Regions from separate parts of the Rattus norvegicus genome. Here region 1 is linked to region 2. Evidence: chromatin contacts called from public Hi-C data. All regions are on one chromosome and are shown on one strand. The core of a region is the stretch at or near the end of the contact, and the rest is flanking DNA. Distances in the headings are between cores, read along the strand shown.

The links. A called contact is a pair of places that touch in the nucleus more often than the background predicts.
Region 1: a Hi-C map of psoas muscle shows a contact between it and region 2, with 1.5 times the contacts expected there. The contact joins the promoter of Iqgap1 here to the enhancer-like site in region 2. A contact is called at or near these places in 5 of 12 Hi-C or Micro-C datasets (the Rat2 cell line, Schwann cells, frontal cortex and 2 more).

What each region holds. Positions count from the first base shown.
Region 1 is chr1:144,175,977-144,182,358 of GRCr8, forward strand. It overlaps Iqgap1 (IQ motif containing GTPase activating protein 1), which reads right to left and starts at 2,977. Exons shown (of 38, transcript NM_001108489.1): 1 at 2,824-2,977; 2 at 1-85. The coding sequence starts at 2,878.
Region 2 is chr1:144,136,728-144,143,382 of GRCr8, forward strand. It overlaps Iqgap1 (IQ motif containing GTPase activating protein 1), which reads right to left. Exons shown (of 38, transcript NM_001108489.1): 5 at 6,004-6,080; 6 at 3,171-3,238; 7 at 1,477-1,590; 8 at 798-976; 9 at 355-439. Among named protein-coding and RNA genes, the nearest start is that of Iqgap1, 39 kb to the right of the region's middle. Within about 2 kb of position 4,879, at least 19 of the 93 cell types and tissues checked have an H3K27ac peak or open chromatin away from gene starts, as enhancers often do.

The DNA.
Region 1 (6,382 bases), core at 1,727-4,226, 37 kb after region 2:
AAATGACAAAGGTACTCATAGGCCACGTTCTGTCGCCTCCTCTCATCCATCTCCTCTGCCGTGAGTCTCTCATTATCCAGGACAGCTAAAACAAGAAGGAAAGAGTGTAAACGCCAAGCACTGTGACTCTCCTCAGAAATAAATGAGAGCCACAGCCATAGATAGATATAGATATATGTATATATCTCTCTATATATATGATATACATATCATATATATATGGTAAGGGGCTGTAGAAACGTGTCAGCAGTTAAGAGCACTTGTTGACCAGGGTTTCTAGCACCTACATGGCCACTCACAAGCATCTGTAATTCTAGTTCAAGAGGAGCCAATGCCGTTTCTGACCTCCCAGGTCACCGGGTATATATGTTGTGCACATGTCTATGCATGCACTCATGCATATAAAATCATGTTTTATGCATCATATGGGAGTCAGGTCACTGGTAAGCTGCCCATGCTCCGATGGACAGTCAAGACATTCATGCACATAGGGGCAGCACTAGTTTGACTTAGTGGGTTTTTTTTGTTGTTGTTGTTTTTGTTTTTTTTGTTTTTTTTTTTACTTTAGAGAGCCTAGGGGGTGGAGAGATGGCTCAACAGTTAAGAGGACTGGCTGTTCTTACAGAGGATCTAGGTTCAATTCCCAGTACCCACAATGAGCTATAACTCCAGTTTCAGGGGACCCGACATTCTCTTCTGGCCTCTGCAGGCACCAGGTACACACATAGTGCACAGACATTATGCATGTTGGCAAATCACCCAAACACATAAATTATTTTTTAAGATGTATTTATTTATTTTATTCATATGAGTGCACTGTTGCTTTCTTCAGACTCACCAGAAAAGGGCATTGGACCCTATTACAGATGGTTGTGAGCCACCACGTGGTTGCTGGGGATTGAACTCAGGACCTCTGGAAGAGCAGTCAGTGCTCTTAACCACTGAGCCATCTCTCCAGCCCCCATAATTTTTTTTTTTTCTTAAAGAAAAAGATGCAGGTGTAATAGCACAAGCCTGTAATCCCAGCACTTGGAAGGCAGAGGCAGGCAGACTTCTGAGTCCAAGGCCAGACTTGTCTTAAACAGCAAGTTGAGGTCAGCTAGAATTATACAGTGAGATACAATCTCAGATAAATCATTGGAGGGGAGGGATAGGAGATAGATATAATCATTTTCATTTTTTATGTTAAAAATTCTCAAGGAACCAAATTTCTAAATGTTTTAAATATATGTACTACCTTTTCTTGTAGCTTCAAGAAGTATCAACTACGTCTGTCCTTGTGAGTCAGAATTAAGATAGAGGGCATCATGCCTTCCCATCTATTGACAATGGAAGCCTGCAACTCCCGGACTAAGCAATTTACACACTTTCTCCCACTCTAGCCCAGAACAATCCTGTGATTACCACTACTCGACAGAAGAGGAAACTGAGGTAGGATGAACTCAGCCCCAGGGCTAATAAAGGGCCCTTTCCGCCCACCTGTCTCCAAGTGTTGCAGCCATCAGCCTCCTCCACAGCCATCCCTAGGGTCGAGGGAATTCCTAACTCCTTGGGAAGACTATAAAGCTATTCTCATGCTAGCGTGGGCTGCTCCTTACCCTTCTCCTCCCCCTTTCCATCCCACCTCTGCCCTGCCACGACACTATGTGTTCCCACACACAGTAACCCTATATTCTCCAGTACCACATTTAGTTTGTCGTGTTCTTGCACACCCTGCCCCACACTGTATCCTTCAACCCTCTGTTCAGAAGTCAGCACCTGGGGGTTGGGGATTAAGCTCAGTGGTAGAGCGCTTGCCTAGCAAGCACAAGGCCCTGGGTTCGGTCCCCAGCTCCGGGAAAAAAAAAAAAAAGTCAGCACCTGTGTTCCCACGGCCTCAAGTCCCTTCTCTTCACCCCCATTACTCTTTATACCTAGTTAGTTCATGCGTCGTTTATCTTTATTGCACCCAATTTTTTTTCTTGGAGCTGAGGACTTGCACTTGCTAGGCAAGCACTCTACCACTGGGCTAAACTCCCAACCCCACTGATTTTATTATCAATCGTCTGTACACCTGTCTCTTTCTCTGACAGTTTCTGAAGGCACTGCTTGATCTTTTTCATCCCTTATTTCACAAACGTGGCACACATTATAACACTATCTAATGCATACCTGGATGTGTTAAAGTATCCTTTAAGAAAACACTTTCCTCAAAACATAAAATCTAAACCCGAGAATCAGAGGGATCCTCTTGTAACTTCAATCCCACGTACAGCTGGTTAATTCACCAATGTTGCAGGGATGGCTACAGAAAATGAGGAAGTGGAGCGGGGGCGATTTCGGTGTGCTTATGTTTTAATTTTACTTTTGAATTGCTGAAGAGAGAACCCAGCAGGAGAGTGTAAGCTGCCTGCCTAAAACTGCGCCTCGCAGCTAGCCTAAGGCTGAGCGGGTCTGCGCCCCGGATCACCCTCGCAGGCAGCAATCCGGGCAGCACCTTCCCACCACGCCCGAGCAGAACCCCTGGGTCCAGTGCCCAGGACACGCCCTGCACAGTCAGTCCTCCTGCCACCTCACCCTAGGCCGTCTTCCCCAATCTCAGTAGAACTAACCGGTGGAGGCTCTGGGTGGGGCTCCCCTGCCGCGGCGCCTAGCGAAGGCTGAGGCCTCCAGGTTTCTACCCGCCGCCTCCGGAGCTCGAGAGGGCTCAGACGCCAACCTTGCTACCAGCCATACAGCCGGCTGCTCTTCCGGGTCTGTGCGGTCCCAAGCCACCCCGCGCACCCGCTCCGCTGAGCCCCTGGGAAAACCTCGCCCTCGCACCCCCAAATACCCCGTACTCACAGCCATAGTGCGGCCGGACCACACCCAGGCCATCGACCTCCTCCGCGGCGGACATGGCGGCCGAGTCCCGGTCTCCGGTGAGGAAGAGCAGAGACCTTGAAGACGCGGGCGACCGTAGCAGCAGCAACTCCTGCCCAGTGCGCGGGCTGTCGCTGTCCTCAAGGCCCCGCCCCGCGCCATCAGCCCCACCCTGCAGGTCCCGCCCCGCAGACCCCGCCCTTGAGTCCACGCCCAGCTGCGCTCCCCAGAGCGAGCGGAAGGGGCGTGGTCACTTTTATAGGACCCGCCCCTGCTAGCTTAGCTCTCCACTTGCGGAAGCGAAGAGGCGGGGCGCTGTAGCAGTCCCCAGGCCCGCTTGGTCGGTTGTCCCGACACTTCCCCGCCTTCACCCTATCTACGGCTCAGACTGAAAAGCCGCCAATGTCTACAGCTTTGAAATCCAAACTTTTTTCGGCGCCTGCCTTTCCTTGACAGCTGAGTTAACCCGCTCTGTACCGCGGCTCTTTTTTTTTTTTTTTTTTTTTTTTTTTTTGGAGCTGGGGACCGAACCCAGGGCCTTGCACTTGCTAGGCAAGCGCTCTACCGCTGAGCTAAATCCCCAACCCCTGTACCGCGGCTCTTTAAAGGAGCCGTTTCAGGTGGCCCAGGGTGTTATTGGACGCAAGTGGGACCCACTGTCAGGAAAGACTCCCATCCCTACTCTGCCATATTATGTCAATCTGGCCTCTGTTCTCCCCAGCAGTGCTAAAGCGTAGAACTGCTCATTCTCTTAAATTGGGGGATGAAGATGCTCAATCAGAAGAGCTATTTATCGCCTCTTTACAATCTGTACTCTTCTTTGCAAGTTCTTACGGGGTATCTTGAACCTATTAAGGATTTCCTTTGCCCTTGTAATCTTTTTTTTTTTTTTTTCTTTTCTTTTTTTCGGAGCTGGGGACCGAACCCAGGGCCTTGTGCTTGCTAGGCAAGCGCTCTACCACTGAGCTAAATCCCCAATCCCTGCCCTTGTAATCCCCAGCCTAGATTACAGAGTGAGACACTGCCTCCAAAAAGTTAAAAAAAAAAACAATAAAAGTTAAAGTCCCGTTCTCAGGACTCTTACGCTCACCATATACAGTTGATGGCTTCTACTCACAATCCAGACAATCTAGAAGCCCCTCAGTAGGTTCAAACCATCTAATGTGCACTTTTGCATCTCCCACAGACACTAAAAACTGTCAAACGTTGGTCCTGTTCCTGCTTCACTCTCTATAAGTGTTCAATCACCAGTCACACACACCCCAGGTTTGCTTCACCTTTTTTTTTTTTTTTTAATTATATATAAGTACACTGTAGCTGTCTTCGGACACACCAGATGAGGGCATCAGATCCCATTACAGATGGTTGTGAGCCACCATGTGGTTGCTGGGAATTGAACTCAGGTCTTCTGGAAGAGCAGACAGTGCTCTTAACTGCTGAGCCATCTCTCCAGCCCCTTCACCTCTATTTCTGAAGCATCTAGTTTTGTTTCTGTCCCTGCCTGTAATTACACTATTTTGATTATCATAATCCTGTTCTCACTTCTGCCAACCAGATGATCATGATTACCAGCAAGTTGTTTAAAAGCACAGAGTTCTTTGTGTGTGTTGGAGGGTGGGGTGGGGGGGACAAGTTTCACTATGTAGTTCTGGCTGTCCTGGAACCCACTAAAGAGGCAAGACTACACTTGGAGATTCACCTGTCTCTGCCTCCTGAGTGCCGGGACTAAAAGCATGTGCCACCATGCCCAGCTTCAGAGTTCTTGTCACAGATATGTTTTCCCTATTACTCCCTTCACAGTTTGCTTTGTGTGCCTTATTTAACATACCAGGCGAGCACCTTTACAACCCAATTTCAGGCTCTTTGTTCCAGCCATTTTCAATTTACTCATTCTTTCCTTACAAACTTTCTTCTTAGTTGGGCATGTTGGGGCACAACTTTAATCCCAGCACCCAGGAAGTAATGGCAGACAGATCTCTGTGAGTTCAAGGCCATCCTGGCCTACATAGTGAGTTCCTGGACAGTCAAAGCTATGTAGAGAGACCCTGTGTCAAGACAAATAAAAATTTAAAAATACACTTTAAAAAAAGATTTACTTATTATTTTATGTGAGTACACTATAGCTGTCTTCAGACACACCAGAAGAGGGTGTCAGATCTCATTACAGATGGTTGTGAGCCACCATGTGGTTGCTGGGAATTGAACTCAGGACCTCTGGAAGAAGAGTCAGTGTTCTTAACCAGTGAGCCATCTCTCCAGCCCTAAAAATACATTTTAAAAACTTTCTTTATATGGTGTTTAGGATATACCCCATGCTCTGACATCTGCTAGTCAATCACTCTGCCACTAAGCTACACCCTCAGCCATGAACTACTAAAGGAAGAAGATACATCACAATGGCGCTGGACCATAACAGTCACCTTAGTACTCTTGGGGTAGAGGCAGGAGATCTCATTGCAAAGTCAAAACCTGGGATAGGCAGGTGAGTACAAGATCCTGTCTTTAAATAAGTAGGAAAAACCTATAAGAGGGCAGGGGATAAAACTCAGAGGCAAAACACCTGCCTAGCATGCATGAGGCCCTAGTTCCATCGAGAGCGACACACACACAAATATGTGAAGGTTTATTATGACTAAGTCTTTTTTTTTCCAGGCTTTTTCCTATTCTGTTTTGTGGGTTTGAGTATATGTGTGGGGGCTGGGGTACTTTTATTAATTTTTAAAGATGGAATCTAGGTATGCTAACTAAGCTTGCCTGGAATTCCTGAGCTCAATCAACCCTCTCCCCTAGGTTCCTGTGCAGTTAGAACTATAGGTTCAGCCATACAACCCAGTGAACCTTTCTCTGGCCTTTAAATTCAACTTACACGATTCATCCTTTGGAGAAGGTCAGCATGGTTTGGTTTGCTTTCGTTGGGTTTGAGAAGGTTGTTTTGGGTTTTTTTTGTTTTGTTTTTTGGTGTTTGGTTTTCGTTGGGGTTTTTTTGTTTGTTTTTTGGTTTTTGGTTTTTGGTTTTTGTTGGGGTTTGTTTGTTTGTTTTTGAGACAGGATTTTTCTGTATAGGCTTGGCTGTCCTGGAACTCACTCTGTAGACCAGGCTCACCTTGAACGTGCCACTACCTCCTGAGTGATGGGAATAAGGGCAGAAGCCACCACTGCCCTGTTGTTCTTGTTTTTGTTTTGGTTTTTTAACAAGTCACTTCTTAAACATTTTTTATTTTATTTTCTGTGGGTTACATTTTCCAATTTTATTTTATGTATGTGAGTGATTTGCCAGCGTGGATGCATGTGTGCCTTGTGGGTGCCAGACACTTGAGGTCAGTGGAAGGTACGGGATCCCCTCAAACTGGAGTTACAGTTGGTTGTCAGCCACCATGTGGGTACTGGGAACCAGACCCAGGTCCCCTTAACTGCTCTTAACTGCTGAGCCATCTCTCCAGCCCCAGTGTATGGGTGCTTTGTCTATACATATGTTTCTGTACCATGTGCATTCCTGGTGCTCTCAGAGGCCAGAGGAAGAAGGTATTAAATCCCCTGGGAC
Region 2 (6,655 bases), core at 3,629-6,128:
ATTTTTTTTAAAGGAGGCTTCTCTTAAGATACTTCTTTGGTGGTGATACACACCTTTAATTCCAGTACTCAGGGAGGCAGAAGCAGGTGGATCTCTGGGTTTGAGACCAGCCTATTCTACAGAGTGAGTTCCAGAACAACCAGGGCTACATCAAGAAACCCTGTCTTAGGGGAGGAAAGGGGGGAAAAAAAGAAAAGAAAAAGATCCTTCCTTGGGCTGGGGTGTAACTCAGTGGTATCGTGCTTGCCCTAGGTTCCAACCCTAGCACTACAAAGAAGAAAGAAGAAACTCGGGTGTCTTGAGGCAGCTCATCTCCTGCCTTAGGTTTGTTTGTAAGTTGGAGGCTGTACTTACTGTTGACTTTGTTTACATTCCCTTGGATTTCAGCTTGTGTGAGCAGTTCCTCATAAACGTCCCTTTCTCTGTCAGAGTTTTCCGTCTGAGGATGAGTAAAAACAGTAGAGATGAACCCAGGTCTCTGAAGAGCGTGGAGAAGTCTGTGTGTGCTGCTTCCCACCCACCATCACGACAAAGCCAAGAACAAGTCTAAGTATGGAGTCAGACCTTCTGGAAGTGACAAAGTTACATGGCTATACCTAAAAACACAAGACCCAGGTCCCCTTATTACAAACAGTAAGGGGTTCGTGCAGAGCAGAGCCAGGAGCGACAACTCAACTGGGCACTCAAAATGGACCAACTGTACTGCACATGAGTTACATGTCAATAAAATGGCGTTCACAGGCTGGTTTACCAAACATGGAAGAACACAGTCAATTAAAAAGATGTTGCACTTGTACCCTGTTTTTAGCATTTGTCATCTTGTCCTGCTTGGCCTGGTAAAGCACATCCTGGTAGGTGGGAGCCAGCGCTTCTTCAAGATTGACAAGCATGGCATTGGGGTTTTTCAGAGCCGTAAACGTGTCAGCTGCAACTCTGTGATCAATAGCTTCATTAATAGCAATGACAGCAGCGTGTACTAAAAAAAAAAAACAAACAAAGAAACTAAATCAAGACACAGCACACTGAGACTACAGGTGGTAACGGGTACACACTCTACAGACAAAAGGACATTGCGACCAGCCATCACAGAGATGGTAGACCCCTTGCCCAGAGAAAAATCACAAGCAAGGCTGGAGGGCTGGCTGTCCCTCCATCACCGGCCATCTCCTCCTTTGCACACAGCAGGTGGTTCATCTAGAATCCACTGGAATTTTCACCACACTGAATATTCGTAATATACCCTGACCAAGTATATGTGCTAAGAAAAATGTTCACCCTGAACTGTGTAATAAATACCATAAGAGAAAGATCCCTAAAAGGCACCAAAATGCAGGGCGTTTAATAAAATTGTCTTTAATAAAAATGGATAATCTACTTTTAGCCTAAACTATCCATTGATCAAAGCTGCTAGCAGAGCTGCTCCTGCCACCCCAGCACAGCATAGCCACCTTGAGTTATGAAGAGCTCCCTCCTTACATGCAGCCTCATCCACCGAGAGCTCGTTAGCCAGGATGCCCCCTATCTTGCTGAAGGCAGGCATCTGGATCCCGTACTTCTCAAGCTCAATCTTCATGTTGTTGATTTCTTCCTCTGCAGGGAAGAATGAAGACCTAGTCAAGCAAGGTAAGTACCTTTTCATAATTCAAAGGGATAAAATGGCCTCTGCCTCCAATTAAGGATTAAGGAAATACTGTAGGCACTTAGTACTTGCTAGACGACATGTGGTCAATAAATCTGCTCCTTCTATTACCAATAGCATCAAACATAACTGTAAGGCAAAAAGACCCAGGGGCCATAGTTTTTAAGAACTGTACTTCCAGCCCTCCCTGCACTAATCTGCTGATGATCGGAGGCTTTAAGGTAAACTGGGTGACTGAGTCACAATCTGCTATCTCAGTCTCTATTATCCAAACCACTAGCTGCTACTCAGTTTCCTTTCCCGGGCAGAAAGCCAAATGATAATGGAGGCTTTGACCTTTTCCCTGAGTCTGGTGAATGAGTTTCCGGGAAGGAAAAATATTATAGATAAAATACTACCAATTTCAAACTCCACGGCTGAGAAAATAATCACCAGTTGAGAGATCTGACCCTTACTCCTGACCAGTGTTACCACTGTCCAATCTTCCTCCTGGTCTCCATCCCTTCAAGTACCTGACCAGAGCAGACACACAAAATGCTACGGCTTGGACTGTGGCCTAGCCCACAAGGGCCCATGTTACAGGCTCAGTCCACACTGTGGGGTTCTGAGAGGTAGAGCCCTTTAAGAGGCGGGGCTAGGGCTGGAGAGATGGCCCAGTGGTTAAGAGCACTGGGTGCTCTTCCAGGGGTCCTGAGTTTAAATCCCAGCAACCACATGGTGGCTCCCAACCATCTGTAATGAGATCTGATGCCCTCTTCTGGTGTGTCTGAAGATAGCTACAGTGTACTTATATATGATAAATAAATAAGTCTTAAAAAAAAAAAAAAAAAAAGAGGCAGATCTAAGTGGAAAACCCCTAGATCATGGGAGGTGCCATTCTTGGAAAAGGATTGAGGCTATTCTCATAGAACCTTTAATTCTCACAACTAGCTCTCAGAGAAAGCCTGGGCCCACCAAGTCTTCTGGCTCTAGTCTCACAATACAGTCTCTGACGTACAGGCTTCCACCAGGCCACCTGCTACTGTCTGACTCTCCATTTCCAGTCTCCAAAGCTTCTCTCTACAAGGTATTTCATTGTTCTTACGATATACAGGAAATATGGAACAAGAAAGCTTAGACTTTAACATAACTAAACGTGTTTCTGAGTCAACTCATTCTCCAGTCTTGCCCCTTAATTCTTCCCCAACAGGTGCTAGTTATAAAGCTTTTTTAACAACCCGTACACATTTAATGTTAGCTCCACATACCACCATCTTAAGTCTTAATGTCACTATTCTCAAACAACTGACACACAGACAAAAATATGTATAAGAACACGAACTCTACCGCCATCCTCACATAAGCCAAAGAGCAGTTTGCAATTCTCCGGTCCATGCTCTTCCCACACTAAAAGGGTAGTTCATTTATGTTCCTCCCACTTCCTTGTGGGAGCATTTTCTAGAGCCTTCTCCTTTAAGATAGGCACTGTTGAACTTCCCAGGCGATTACCAAATGAGTCATACATTTTCCACAAGCCTCTGGAACTCCTTACCTGTGAAGTCAACCTTTCCATACAGGTCTTGAATCTGAGGAGCCAGGCCCAGTTTGAACAGGTACAAACTAGAAGACACCAATGTGCAAAGAGTGAGGCCTCCTGCCACAGCAACTGTGGCTCAGGTGGAGGGGGGAGCCTGGGAAAAGGAGCACTGAGAAGCGCACCCCCTCCCCCAGCCATGACTGTTACCCCAGCATGCTTTGTGTCACAGTGAGAGGCACAATAGGATGAAAGATTCCCCTTAGACTACAACTTCAGGTCCCAGTTGTGCCCCAAAGTTAATATATGCTGAGCTGCTGGTGTTAATATAAATCGTGTTATAGTAACACGATGTTCGCACAAGTGAGGCATACTTGTATGTTTAGGTGATGAGACATTAAACAAGCCTCATGAAAATGACGCAGACAGCGAGCGGCTCTAGCCTCAGTGGAGTTGCTATCGCTGACACAGAAGCTCGGTTCAGTTAACTAAGAGTTAAAATACAGTACATGCTATTTTATTTATCTTTGTTCTTCAGAGAATAAAAAGCCTCTAGACTCTAAACTCGATGATGGGAAAGACAAATCTCACCAACCCATCTTTCAGAGAGAAATGTCTACAAGTCTATATTGTTTGGTTGATCCTGGAGCTCCAACAGATCAGAATCAATGAATTAGAAGAGATCAGAGGACTCTACAGTGTCTCAGCAAGGCACAGAAACAAACAAACAAAGCATATTAGATGGTGCCTCTGGCATCTGGCCATCAAACCTGAGTTCGATCCCCAGGACCCACTGATGGAAGAACCACTGATTCCTGTAAGCTGTGCCCTGAACTTGACATGCACACCCTTGTGCACTCGCAAAACAAAATCATTTTCAAATAAATCTAAAAGGGTCTTTCACGGTTTTTCAGATAATTATAAACCCCAGTATCTTCCAAAATAACCGTGCCTGTGGATAAATATTCTAGACAATCTGTTGTCCTTACCAGGTTTTAGCAACAAATGAACTCACACTAACTTAAATTCAATTTTCACAACATGAAAGTTTTTTATTTTTCTTAATGTAAGGTGAGGGATAATGGGCCTATTTAACATCAAAATCAGTGGGGTTTTATTTCAGTTTGCTTTGTGGTGGTTGGTGGTGGGGTCTCACTGTGCAGTCCTGGCGGCCTGGAACTCACTATGTAGGCCAGGATGACCTAGAATACTGATCCTTCTAACACCAAGCTAGCATCAGTTCTCAGACGTGTAAAACCTTAGGGGAAGGAAGGAAAGCTCGACTGAGCACCGCCTCGGTGCAGCAACTGCCTGTGGATCAGAGCCAGTAAAGCTCTGGGAACAGGAGGTGCTGAGAGCACAGCTCAGTGGCAGAGAGAGCGCTTGCCTGCCTGGGCCAGGTGTGGGTAAGACTCTAGCACTGAAAGTTGGGGGTTGCGGGGAGCTCTGTATTACTGCTGGTACATACAAAGTCATGAGGTGGGAATCTGTCCTGAGAGCTGTTGTTGAGGCCCCGAGTAGTTAACAGCCTCTTCCTACGTACTATCAAGGGTTGCCAACTTACCTTTCAGGAAAAACAACAAATGAGAGGAAAGAAAGCATTACTCCCAAGTCAGAACACTCGGCTCTGTGTGTGCTTTCTAAGCACCTACTGCATATGCAAGAGGAATGGAGAACAATGGCAGGCTTCCTCCCTTTGTCCTGACCCCATCATCAGGAAGGCATAGCTAACTCCTCATCTATGTTTCAAAGAACTGAGGGCTTGGGACCCAAGCTACATCAGAGGCTACAGAGGGAGCAGAGAGGAATTCTGTCAACTTAGGCTCCGTGCCTGCCAAGTTCAGACAGCCATTGTAGGCATGGCCTTTACAAGGTTATCACTACGGACAGACCTCAGCAAACCACGCCAATCACAATGCTGAGAATTAATCAGGCTTTGGCTCAGACGCAAGCATATGAATTTGTTATGCTCTTAACACAGAGATGTACGAGCTCCCTGCAGTCACTCTTTGCATGCTCACAATGATGCGGGTGATACCAAGGGTCTCGCCCAAGTCTCACAAAAGACCCGAGATGGAGCAGCTCAGTGGCAGAAGGTTTGCTTAGCATGTGTGAGGTCCTGGACTTAACTTGAGATAAAAGGCTTCTTACAGGTACACACACACACACACACACACACACACACACACACACACACACGCACACACACACGCACACACACACGCACGCTATATAGCAAGGGGAATCCAAACAAACAAATGTCACCTTCACATCCCACTTCCTCCTCAACCTTTCTCAGTCCTAGAGCCATGAAGGAATCTGCTAGCATATACTTCCATTCCCAGCTACCAAAATGTACCTCTTCCTTTCCCCACCTCCCTTCAGACTCCTGCTAGTTCAGTACCCTGATGATTCTAAGAAGTGGGAACCTGAAATTAAGTCATTTTCCATGAAATTATGCTTTACCTCCTATCATATTTGTGTTGGTATAGCAATCACTTAATGAACAAATAACAATGGAAGGCCCCAGATGGCTGACTGGAGAAAGGACACCACACCCTGATTAAGATGCAGAATTCAGAGAGGCGCCAGATTAAAAAAAATGAAAGATTATACCATGTTTCTGCAACAATAATATATTATGGAAATAAACAATCCCTTCTCTCTGTTCCCTAGAAAAACACAGGTGTTTCAGTAAGGATAATAGCTTCTATTCCACTTGAAAATCCTGAAGTTGATGTAAAACCTCTTTCATTCTTACAGCACAGACAAAAAAAAAAAAAAAAAAAAATACCCACTGGCCCGAGCAGTTATCCTTAAGTGACTTGTTCTGCTAAGAGGCCCTGGTTACCTGAGGGCGTGGATACAGTAGATACATCTTGGCATGTTCTTCCGGTCGTAGATATCTGTGGTTTCTGGATAAAAAATCTAGGAAGAAATCAAAGAAGTAGACTAAATGGATTGGTTAGAAGAATCTGGAAATGAATAAAGACCTTTACTAAGATAGACCAGAGCTCAGGAAAAGATCTTCAGGGAACACAGCAGTGAGGCTCGTGTTCAGGAGAGTGAGCAGAGCCTCAAGTTCTCTGCAAGGCACAGAGCATATTCCAAAGTGGAAAGAAAACGAGGTCGTTAAGCAGGGTGAAATCAGACGATTGCTATCGAATTCAAAGCCAGACAAGCGAGGACCTGGCAAGTGGGACAAGGATGTACCCTAGCTGTGGAGGGAAGGATAAAGCCGAGCTTAGAGAGCGCACAGCACAGGAGGCAGGACCCAGGCCATGCTGAGGAGAAGCAAGCTGCGGGCCGCAGAGTTGTTGTGATGGTGGATGGATAAAAGAGGCATTTCAGATAAATGAAGAAAGTTTGGGGAAGGACTGGATGATAGGTTAGGGTATCTCCAAACTTCTGAGACTAAGTCAGAAGAACCCTAAGTTCAAGGCTTGCCTGGATGAGCTGAAGGGCAGCCTGGGCAACTCAATGAGAACGTCTCAAAATACAAA